Regions from separate parts of the Rattus norvegicus genome. Here region 1 is linked to region 2. The links are chromatin contacts, called in public Hi-C maps. All regions are on one chromosome and are shown on one strand. The core of a region is the stretch at or near the end of the contact, and the rest is flanking DNA. Distances in the headings are between cores, read along the strand shown.

Evidence for each region. A called contact is a pair of places that touch in the nucleus more often than the background predicts.
Region 1: a Hi-C map of mammary epithelial cells shows a contact between it and region 2, with 2.8 times the contacts expected there. The contact joins the promoter of Kyat3 here to the promoter of Gbp2 in region 2. A contact is called at or near these places in 3 of 12 Hi-C or Micro-C datasets (the A7r5 cell line, Schwann cells and mammary epithelial cells).

The regions. Positions count from the first base shown.
Region 1 is chr2:234,360,628-234,365,151 of GRCr8, reverse strand. Kyat3 (kynurenine aminotransferase 3) reads right to left here and starts at 2,796. Exons shown (of 14, transcript NM_001015037.1): 1 at 2,706-2,796.
Region 2 is chr2:234,003,110-234,007,340 of GRCr8, reverse strand. Gbp2 (guanylate binding protein 2) reads right to left here and starts at 1,614. Exons shown (of 11, transcript NM_133624.2): 1 at 1,459-1,614.

The DNA of each region.
Region 1 (4,524 bases), core at 1,547-4,046, 360 kb before region 2:
ACACCTGGCTTCTTCAAACAGGTCCTTGATAAGTGAGAAGCTATGAATCTCAGGTTAGTTTTGAAGATGGGTTTCCTGAACAACCATATTAATAGTCTCCAGTTATACAAGCAGAATTCATTGGGAATTGCTTCTGTATCCATAGGGAACTCCTTTAGTCTCAGGAAAATGCAGGGAGCTCTGGGCAATGAAGCTTCCTGACAGTTCTGCTGCTTAGAACTGGAAAGAGAGTAAGCAGAACTTATCATGCCTTAGCTTTTATTCTGAGACTGAGTGTGCAAGGCACCTGTACCAATACATGGTGTTTCTTCTAACCATCCATCAAATCTTAGATTAGGAAGGGGTGGGACATGGCTGGCTGGGTAGAGTACTTGCTGTGCACACATTAGGACTTGCTTGCTGTGCACACATTAGGACTTGTGTACTGATTTGCACACATGATGACAAGTCTTGTCTATGCAAATGCCAATGCTTTCCCTGGAAAAAGTTCCCCGGTTTCTTCGAACCTAAGGTCGTGCACAAGCTAGGCAAAGCTCTCTAGCTAGCAGTCTTAGTTAAATCCCCAGTTCTTATTTTAATTTGTAGCTTAGTCAAACTGAACTGTCTCCAATTCCTTCTGTAGCTCCAGGCTAGGCTTAGCCCCACCTTTGGCCTCCCAAGAAGCGGGTATAGGTGTAGTTAGCCACCCCGCCCCCGTGATTTTTGACTTGGGAAACACTACTTTGAGGATTAAATATAGTGTGCTCCAAACTTGCTAGAAATAATTAACTTTTTCCATCCTTTTATTGCCAAGTTGGCTTATTAGCTTCTCAATCACCAAGGGGGCAAACCCTCTTTATTTAGTTATAGATTCTGAGCCTGAGAAGCAAGCTAGTTTTCCTATTTATTTTTGAGACAAGGTCTTATACAGCCCAGGCTATCCTCAAGTCAAGGATGATCTTAAACTCCTGATCCTCTGGCCTTCCCCTCCCAGGTGGGATTACCAGCCTGTGTCATTACATCTGGATGGTTTTGATTTTTTTTTAAATAATGTGTTTGCTTGAATGCAATTAACACTGTATATTGATATTCACAGATAAACTAAACACATACATTCAGATATCATTAAATTCGAAGAAAAAAGGTACTTGGCTTTTGGTTTCTCTCTAAGCACAAGGGTCTGTGAAGAAAACCAGAGAGACATAAATCAGGGTGACCCAGCTAATCTAATAATGGCACAGGGTATATTAAATATGAAACCCATGTCAGATACACATGGATCAACAGAAAAATAAAACTACCATTTTATCATCTCTAGGGAGGACTGATTCAGAAGGAAGACTGTGGACAACCTAGAGATCAAAAGTTGAAGAAAAAAATGCAAATCTCAAAGGTAGGCAAAGCATTCAAAAATCAGTTTAAACTCGGCAAAAGTTTAATGTTCTGAACTTACTACTCAAACTAGCAAGTTCCAAACCTGACCCACAGGTGGTGTACACAACACAAAGAATAGTTAGAGTGTTAGTAATTTGAAAAAGTCCAGAATCTTCAGGTATCTGCAAGCTCAAGAAAGACTATCAGAGATAACTCCTCAAAGGGCTGGTGCTAACCAGTGGGTCCCATTTGTTTTCGCCACAGCCACACGCCACACCTGTTAGTCCACTTCTAGAATGTTTATAAAGTTCACGAATTGCAACAGAGGGAGGCGAACAGGGTTCTGGCTTACAAAGTACAAAGAGACGTTCAAGGCCACATGAAGAGGTGAAGCAGGGAAAGAATACAGCCACGTTTATCAGCATAGGAGTTAAGAGGCACCATTTAAAAACAGCTTTAATGCCGCGTGAAAGTGGCATTTCGTGTAAGCATACATTTCTCACAAGAGAAGCTGTATGGCTGCCTGATGTAGGGATTAGGATACAGCACACAGGCAAAAGTTCAAAAGATTTACAGACTGGCTGGCTGCAGCCTGCGGCCCGGAGCAAGCTTCCTGTGAGTCACCTACCCATCAGATGGTGGAGCAGAGTCTATATAGGTGGAACGCAGAATCGAGTTAGTTAGGGTCATGAAGCTCAGATCTGCAGGAATGCTTGACCTTCATACATTACTGATAAGATTGCTTTTGTCTTTTGAAAAGCTCGGAAAATCTCAGCTCAAGCTTCTGTTTTAACTGCTTTAGTTTCCCTCATCAACCTTGAACTTCCGTTTTACCTGGGCTAGGGAGGCAGCTTAGTTAGTAGGGACGAAGGTCTGGGCTCCAACCCAGGCACGGAATAAAACCAGTAGCGGTGGTGTACACCTCCAATCTTAGCACTGGGTGTGTGGGTGTGTGTGTCAGGGGTGTGGGAGTGGAGATAGGAGGATTGAAAAGTTCCTTCGCTACTACATAACTACTTCGAGAACAAAAGACTGTCTCAAAAAGCAAACACAAAAATCTATCACGGATGAACTGAAGTCAGTATTGACCTTGCAAGAGTGCGTTCTAAATACCTCAAAACATACAATCAAGAGTAAGAGGGACAAGGGAGGACTGGGGTCCAGTTATCTCAGAGCCCTTCTTTCTCCAAAGAAAAGCCTGTCAACCCCAAGGTAGACCCTCACAGTCTCCTCTGAGGTCCGACCTCGTAGGAGCGCTCCTCCAGCCCGCCGACCTCCCTCTGGCTCCGGGTTCCGCAAACTCTGCACGCCCCGGGCCGCGTCACCGCGCACCGTGTCCCGCGCCCGCTTACGTCGTTCTCCTGGTTTGAATGCAGCCCTGGCTTTAGTCCGGAGATCGCTAGGTGTCGCAGGGGTCCCTGATGAAAAGCACACGAGGACCCAGAAGCAGATTGCAACAAAAACCTTCCTGAGGATTGAGGGGGCGGGGTGGAGGCGGTGCTTGACTCTGTTCGGGGATTGGCTCGGGCATCAGAACTGAGGATACGGATTGGCTACGGCATTCTCCAATCCTGGAGCTCACTGTGCCAGTGAAGCTCCCAGGCTAGGGGACCCGGCGTGGCCTTGGTTGAGCATCAGGAATCAAATGTAGTGTGGGACTGTTTGGGACAGGCCTGATTTTAAATCTCTGCTGCGTGGATTTGAAGCAGGTTCCGGGTGAAAGACTTTGGAAGATGCTTGAGAGGCTGGCCTGTGCGGTGTGCAAAAGGGCTTGTAGGTGTCTATTTGTCCCCTCTGATGGGGCGAGAGGAGGGAGAAGGATATCTTTCCTTCGGAACAATAAAGTGATGCAGGACCTAATGGGCGGAGGAAGCCACACTGAAGCGGCTAGACACCTAGTAATTAAGGACAAAACCCGGACAAGGAGGGAAAGGATGACCACAGAGACACTGCTTGGGACTAGGGTGGGGGCTCTTTTCGTTAAGAGCAGAGCTTGAGGGTTAGATTTTCTTCCTCTTGCATTTAAAGGAGTTTAAAGTGTTGGAAGTCATGAGAGTGGCTGGACGCTGTGTCCTACAGCCTGTAGGAGAGAGCAACAGCAGGTGGGATGGTTTGGATCCCTGTCCTTGCCACAGTGAGCCAGCTGCCTCTGTTTTGTCAAGAACATTAAATGAGCTCATTGTAAGCGATGGCTCAGGGAGGCCGCCGAACTGAGCTACCCGTGGGTGGGAAGAAACATTTTAAGCGGGAACATGGAAAACCCTTGTGCGTTATAAAGAAAAACTGGTAGCTGCAGTGTGTGTGTGTGTGTGTGTGTGTGTGTGTGTGTGTGTGTGTGTGTGTGTGCGCGCGCGCGCGCGCGTGCGCCTACGCGCGCACGTCCCCATGTGAATTGGAATAGCCTGGAAGTTAAGGGTACAAGGGGAGGGGTCTGGAAGGACCTGTGGCTTTGGTAGGCACCATGTAGGCAAGTGGCTTTTCCTGGCAAAAAGAAAGTTTCACAGGTCCCTGAGGAATGAGGGTGAACTTTTGTCTCCCTGCAGTTCTACAGCGGAGCTTGAGGTGAGACAAGACTCCATTTTGAATCGAGTCAGTGCCCACTTTTGGGATTATTGCAGTTTTCTTTTTTTGGACCTAAAACTCAGGATGATCCAGAATGGATTTATCTGCCAGTTGGTGTTCTGTTGATACTGCTGTGGTTGGATTGGGAAACGTCACAGTTCATTTTGAAGGTTTTTTTAGGTCAAGTGGCTGCCCAGTCACTTTTCTTTCTCTTTTTTCTTTTTTACATACAACCATCACAGTAAGCTGCTAGTTCCTTATTTCAAAACACAGGATATGCTTCATGAACACTGTGTTCCTAGTTTCTGATATAATTAAACTGACCACATGATGGAATGCCACCTTTATTATTTCTTTGACTTGCGGTTTCCTTGCTAGTTAGAATGTCGTCTTGGTGGCTGCAGCCCTCTTGGAGCAAAACATGGAATCTATGAGTTGAAGCTTTTTGGTTTGTTTGCTCTTTTGGTTTTAAGATAGGATCTCACTGTGCAACCTTGACTGTTTTCACTACTTAGCTCAAGTTGCCTCCAAATTCAGACACCCTTCTGCCTCAGCCTCCAGAGTGCCAAGGGATCCAGGCATACAAAGCTTTGCTCAGCTTCTCAGTAG
Region 2 (4,231 bases), core at 365-2,864:
CAAACCCCACCGTACTTCATGTAGTTTCACCACTTCTTTCTGCGTCTTCTAACAGTTCAAGCTTATAAATTAACCACTGTAAAATCTGCTTACAGATGACTGTCTCCTCTCATCATGCCAGATATTAACTGGGGATCAACAACAAGTAGGAGTATTGCTCATACTTACATCCACTCATTCATTCATTCATTCATTCATTCATTCCTTGGGTTGCAGTACAGACTGCTAAGTACTTATTTCATTCCGGCTGCTGTAGTCCTTTGTGGCCATTCCTAATGTTATTGCCTGGCTGGTTCCCTGTGTTCACTGAGGCTCCTTCAGCTGCATCCTGTGCTTGCCTGGCAGACTTCCATGACATTCCCAGTGCCATGGTACTTTCTGCTACCACAGAGTCTTCCAGCTCATATCTTTCCTATGTTGCCCTAGAGTTGAGATTCCTCCCAAAGCTTTGGCTCCTTCCAGTACACAATGGTAGTTATAGCAAAAATATCACATGGTGTGTATTCATTGCTTCGAGATGAAGCAGTTCTTCTGGAACATGAACTCATGAAGTCTTTGAACTTATGTAGTCACAGCCGCTGTGGCTGCCTATAGAAAACCCACATAAAGCTGGATGGTTGTTGCCACATGCCTTAAACCCAGCACTGGGGAAGCAGAGGCACACAGATCTTTGAGTTTGAGGACAGCTTAGTCTACACAGTGATTCCCAGGACAGTCAGGGCTACACTATCTTGAAAAACAAAACAAAACAAAACAAAACAAAACAAAAAAAGAAGAAGAAATAAGAAAGCCTGCATAATATCCAGCAGTCAAAATTCCACCATAGATATGTGAGAGGCTCAGGAAGCCCCAAGCATAACTTGGGTGGTATTTGGCAGGTAATAGCTGCTAGAAAAGATAGGGTTGCTTTTCTTCAGTGATATGGCCCCTGGTAAGTTACCCAAACTCCACTAGGTGGCCTTATGCCCACACCTGAATGAGCTGCAGTAAGGACTCAATAGGACATGAAACTGGGTAGCAATCAAGTGGGGGATGGGTAGGAGGAGATGAAGAAAAGAGTAGGGAATATATACAATCAAAACCACATGACATACATGATGTTCTCAAGGAGCAAATTTTGTATAGATATAGATATATTCAAAATAATATACACAAAGATTTTATAGCTCCATAGATTACCAACGGGAGAACTGTCGCTTTTTACACTGGTAGACACTGAAAACAAGTTCAGGGATTCTGTCTGAGTTTCATTAGACAGTAAAGATAATCTTTAAAAAAAAAAAGCAATATGAACCTTAAAACACGTATGCCTTCAGTGTGGAGTCTTCTTAAGCAGACTTTATTTTGCCATGGACATTAGGGGAAAGGCTACCTCTGTCAACCAGACCAGCCCCCACTCACATTCAGCCTCCAACCAGCAGTCTACTAAATGCTTTTCCACCCCTGCCTCTGTCTTACCTTAAACGAAATTCTTTAGAGAAGAATGCCTGACAGGTTCAGGGTCAGGCTGCTGATCACTCTGTCCTTTTTCACGGGCTCTGTGGCAAAAACCCTGTCATAACCTAGGAAGTTCCAAATTGTCTCCAGAGAACTTGTGAAGAGTTAGATCTTTTATAGAGAAACGCTTAAGACAATGAAAGTGAAACTAAAAAACTTCCTAATGGGTTGGGTTAGAAGGATGACTCAACCACAATGGGGGGAGTGAGGGGTTTGCTCCTCAGAGAAGGGCTCAGGGATTTCTCAAGTAGAAACTGCCAAGTGGTGCAGTTTTCCACCACAGTTCTCACAGGTGTTTACAATCCAAGGTGATGGCTTACTGAAGAGGGTGTGGCTCTGAAATCGCTTACTGAAGAGGGTGTGGTTCCAAAATCCCTTACTGAAGAGGGTGTGGTTCCAAAATCCCTTACTGAAGACGGGGTGGTTACCTTAGTTTAGGTCCTTTTTTGTCTGTGCATTAGTGTTTTGGGAAGTTGCAAGCCCCACTGAGCTGGGCAGTTACCAAGAGATTGTACAATTCGGAAGAGGACCTGAATGGTTTCAAGACCATTTCTCTGTACTGTGAAAGAGTGAAGATGGGAAGAAAGGGGTTAGAATTAGAAAGAGCAATGAGGAGGGGCTGGGGATTTAGCTCAGTGGTAGAGCGCTTGCCTAGGAAGCGCAAGGCCCTGGGTTCGGTCCCCAGCTCCGAAAAAAAGAACCAAAAAAAAAAAAAAGAGCAATGAGGGAAGAAGGAAGGAAAAAGAGGAAAGGAGAGAGGAAAAAGTATCACTGAAAGTGAAAGTGAACCTGAGTTCCTTTAAACAAATGCTGGGAAATCAGCTGACTCCTTTGTTCCTTCATTTGCCTTTTGGACTAGAATAATCTCCGTTAACATTATATACACTCCCCAAACAATGTCAGCATCTCTTAAATGTTCCTCAGTCAGTAAAGTTTTAAGGGTAAACAAAAGGGATACTTTTTTGGTTTCTAAGCTTAAAGGGGCGGGGTTTCCAGTCTTGTTTTGCAGTGTGTTTCCTTAGAAAGAAGTGAGTCAGAGCCCTGACCCCTAAACTACTGAGTGTAAATTACTTCTCTCAGAGGCTGAGGGAAGCCACTATTGCTCTAAAATTCTGAAACAGAGGTCTGTGAGTCTCTGAACTCAGGCTTGGAATGGCCATGGAGTTGAGGAGTCACTGGCACTGTGGCTGTGAACAGTGTCCAAAAACTGTGCTTTGAAGTTCTGAAGGCATCTAATTAACTCTCAGGCTGGTCTACCCACTGACTGGTACTTAAAACCTTCCTTGGACCTAAAATAAATCAGACAATAGGCCAGACTCAAAATTTTCTGGGTACAAGTGTTGAGCTCTTTCTACAAGCACACATGATACCAGCATGCACTCAAAAGTATGCTACAGAAACATGATACCACCCACTGCTCGTCTATAAGTTAGTGTATCGCCAGAAGGGTTTCTTAAAAGCCCTGGGTTTAATGCCACCACCAGAAAAATAATGATACAGAAAGTGTCTTTGTGTCTCTGTGTTCCATAAAAGGAATGATCCCCATGACTATGCCATCTCCTTTGTGAGGTACGGTAACTCGAAAGGTTCAGCTGCAGAGTTGATGCCCTCATCATTGGAAGCCTGGGTGACAGCTGAGAGTCTTCAAATGCACGCCCCTCTTAGGGGAATTCAGCAGAGGATTCTATCACATTATGAACAATGTATACCATGCATTTGAAACACTTATGGTAGGCTGATCATTTTTGTATTAACGGCTTTCACTTACCCCATGCTTCTGCTACATTGTAGAAAGCATTTAACCTCAGAGACTTGCAAATTACGTCATAGCAGCAAAAGGCAGATAATGGTGCAGCTTGGTTTCAAAAGAGGTGGGACTGTGCTCATGATTCTCAGAAGAATGGGAAGAAATTTAATTTGAGTTATCCATTCTGTGACTGTGGAAGTCATTCTAAAAACTCTTAGAAGGAGAAAGGGATTTTAAAAAATTAAAAAGGGAGATTAGAAAGGAAACACAGTAGGCTGAAGCATGAAACGAAGGAAGAAGTTCTCTAAGTGGAGGAGGGGAAAGTCCCACGTACACATGCATTCTGCCAGGAGAATTTTCTCCCACTCTTCAGTGAGCCTTCTCTGCTCCTCCAGCAGTCACATAGCTTTCCCACATTGAGCACTGCCCTTGGTCTACCCTGGCAACCAATGTCTGCAGACAGTGTAAGACACAAGTGTGGAATTTGGGAACCATGCAAACAAAACTACCTCAGAAAACATCAGGTGACTGGGACTTCCAGATATGTCTGAGGCCAGGAAGCAACCACAAGAATCTCCTGAGTAAACACCCTATTCACAAAGTGTCCCAACCACAGTAAGGGCAGGACCCTCCACAACCATTCCCCTTTGGCATACCAGAGATGTCTCCCCACTGAAAGACCCCAGCTTAGCAGCAGTAACGCCATTTTGCAAGGCTGTACTTAAGATGACGACTGGTTCAGGGAAAGGTTAGAACACTGAGTACACAGCGGCTGCCAAGCAAGATGTGTTTGGTTGAAGGCCTGGCAACAGGACGACTGCAGTTGAGCACCTGACAATGAGAAAAGCCCCGGGAGAGGTCCCACACCCTGGTGGGGGGCCGAGTCAGTCGTTATGTTCCAAGAAGGCAGCTAAGAAACTTGCCCCCGGGCTGAACCCTTGGGGGGCCGAGTCAGCCGTTATGTTTCAGGAAGGTAGCTAGGAAACT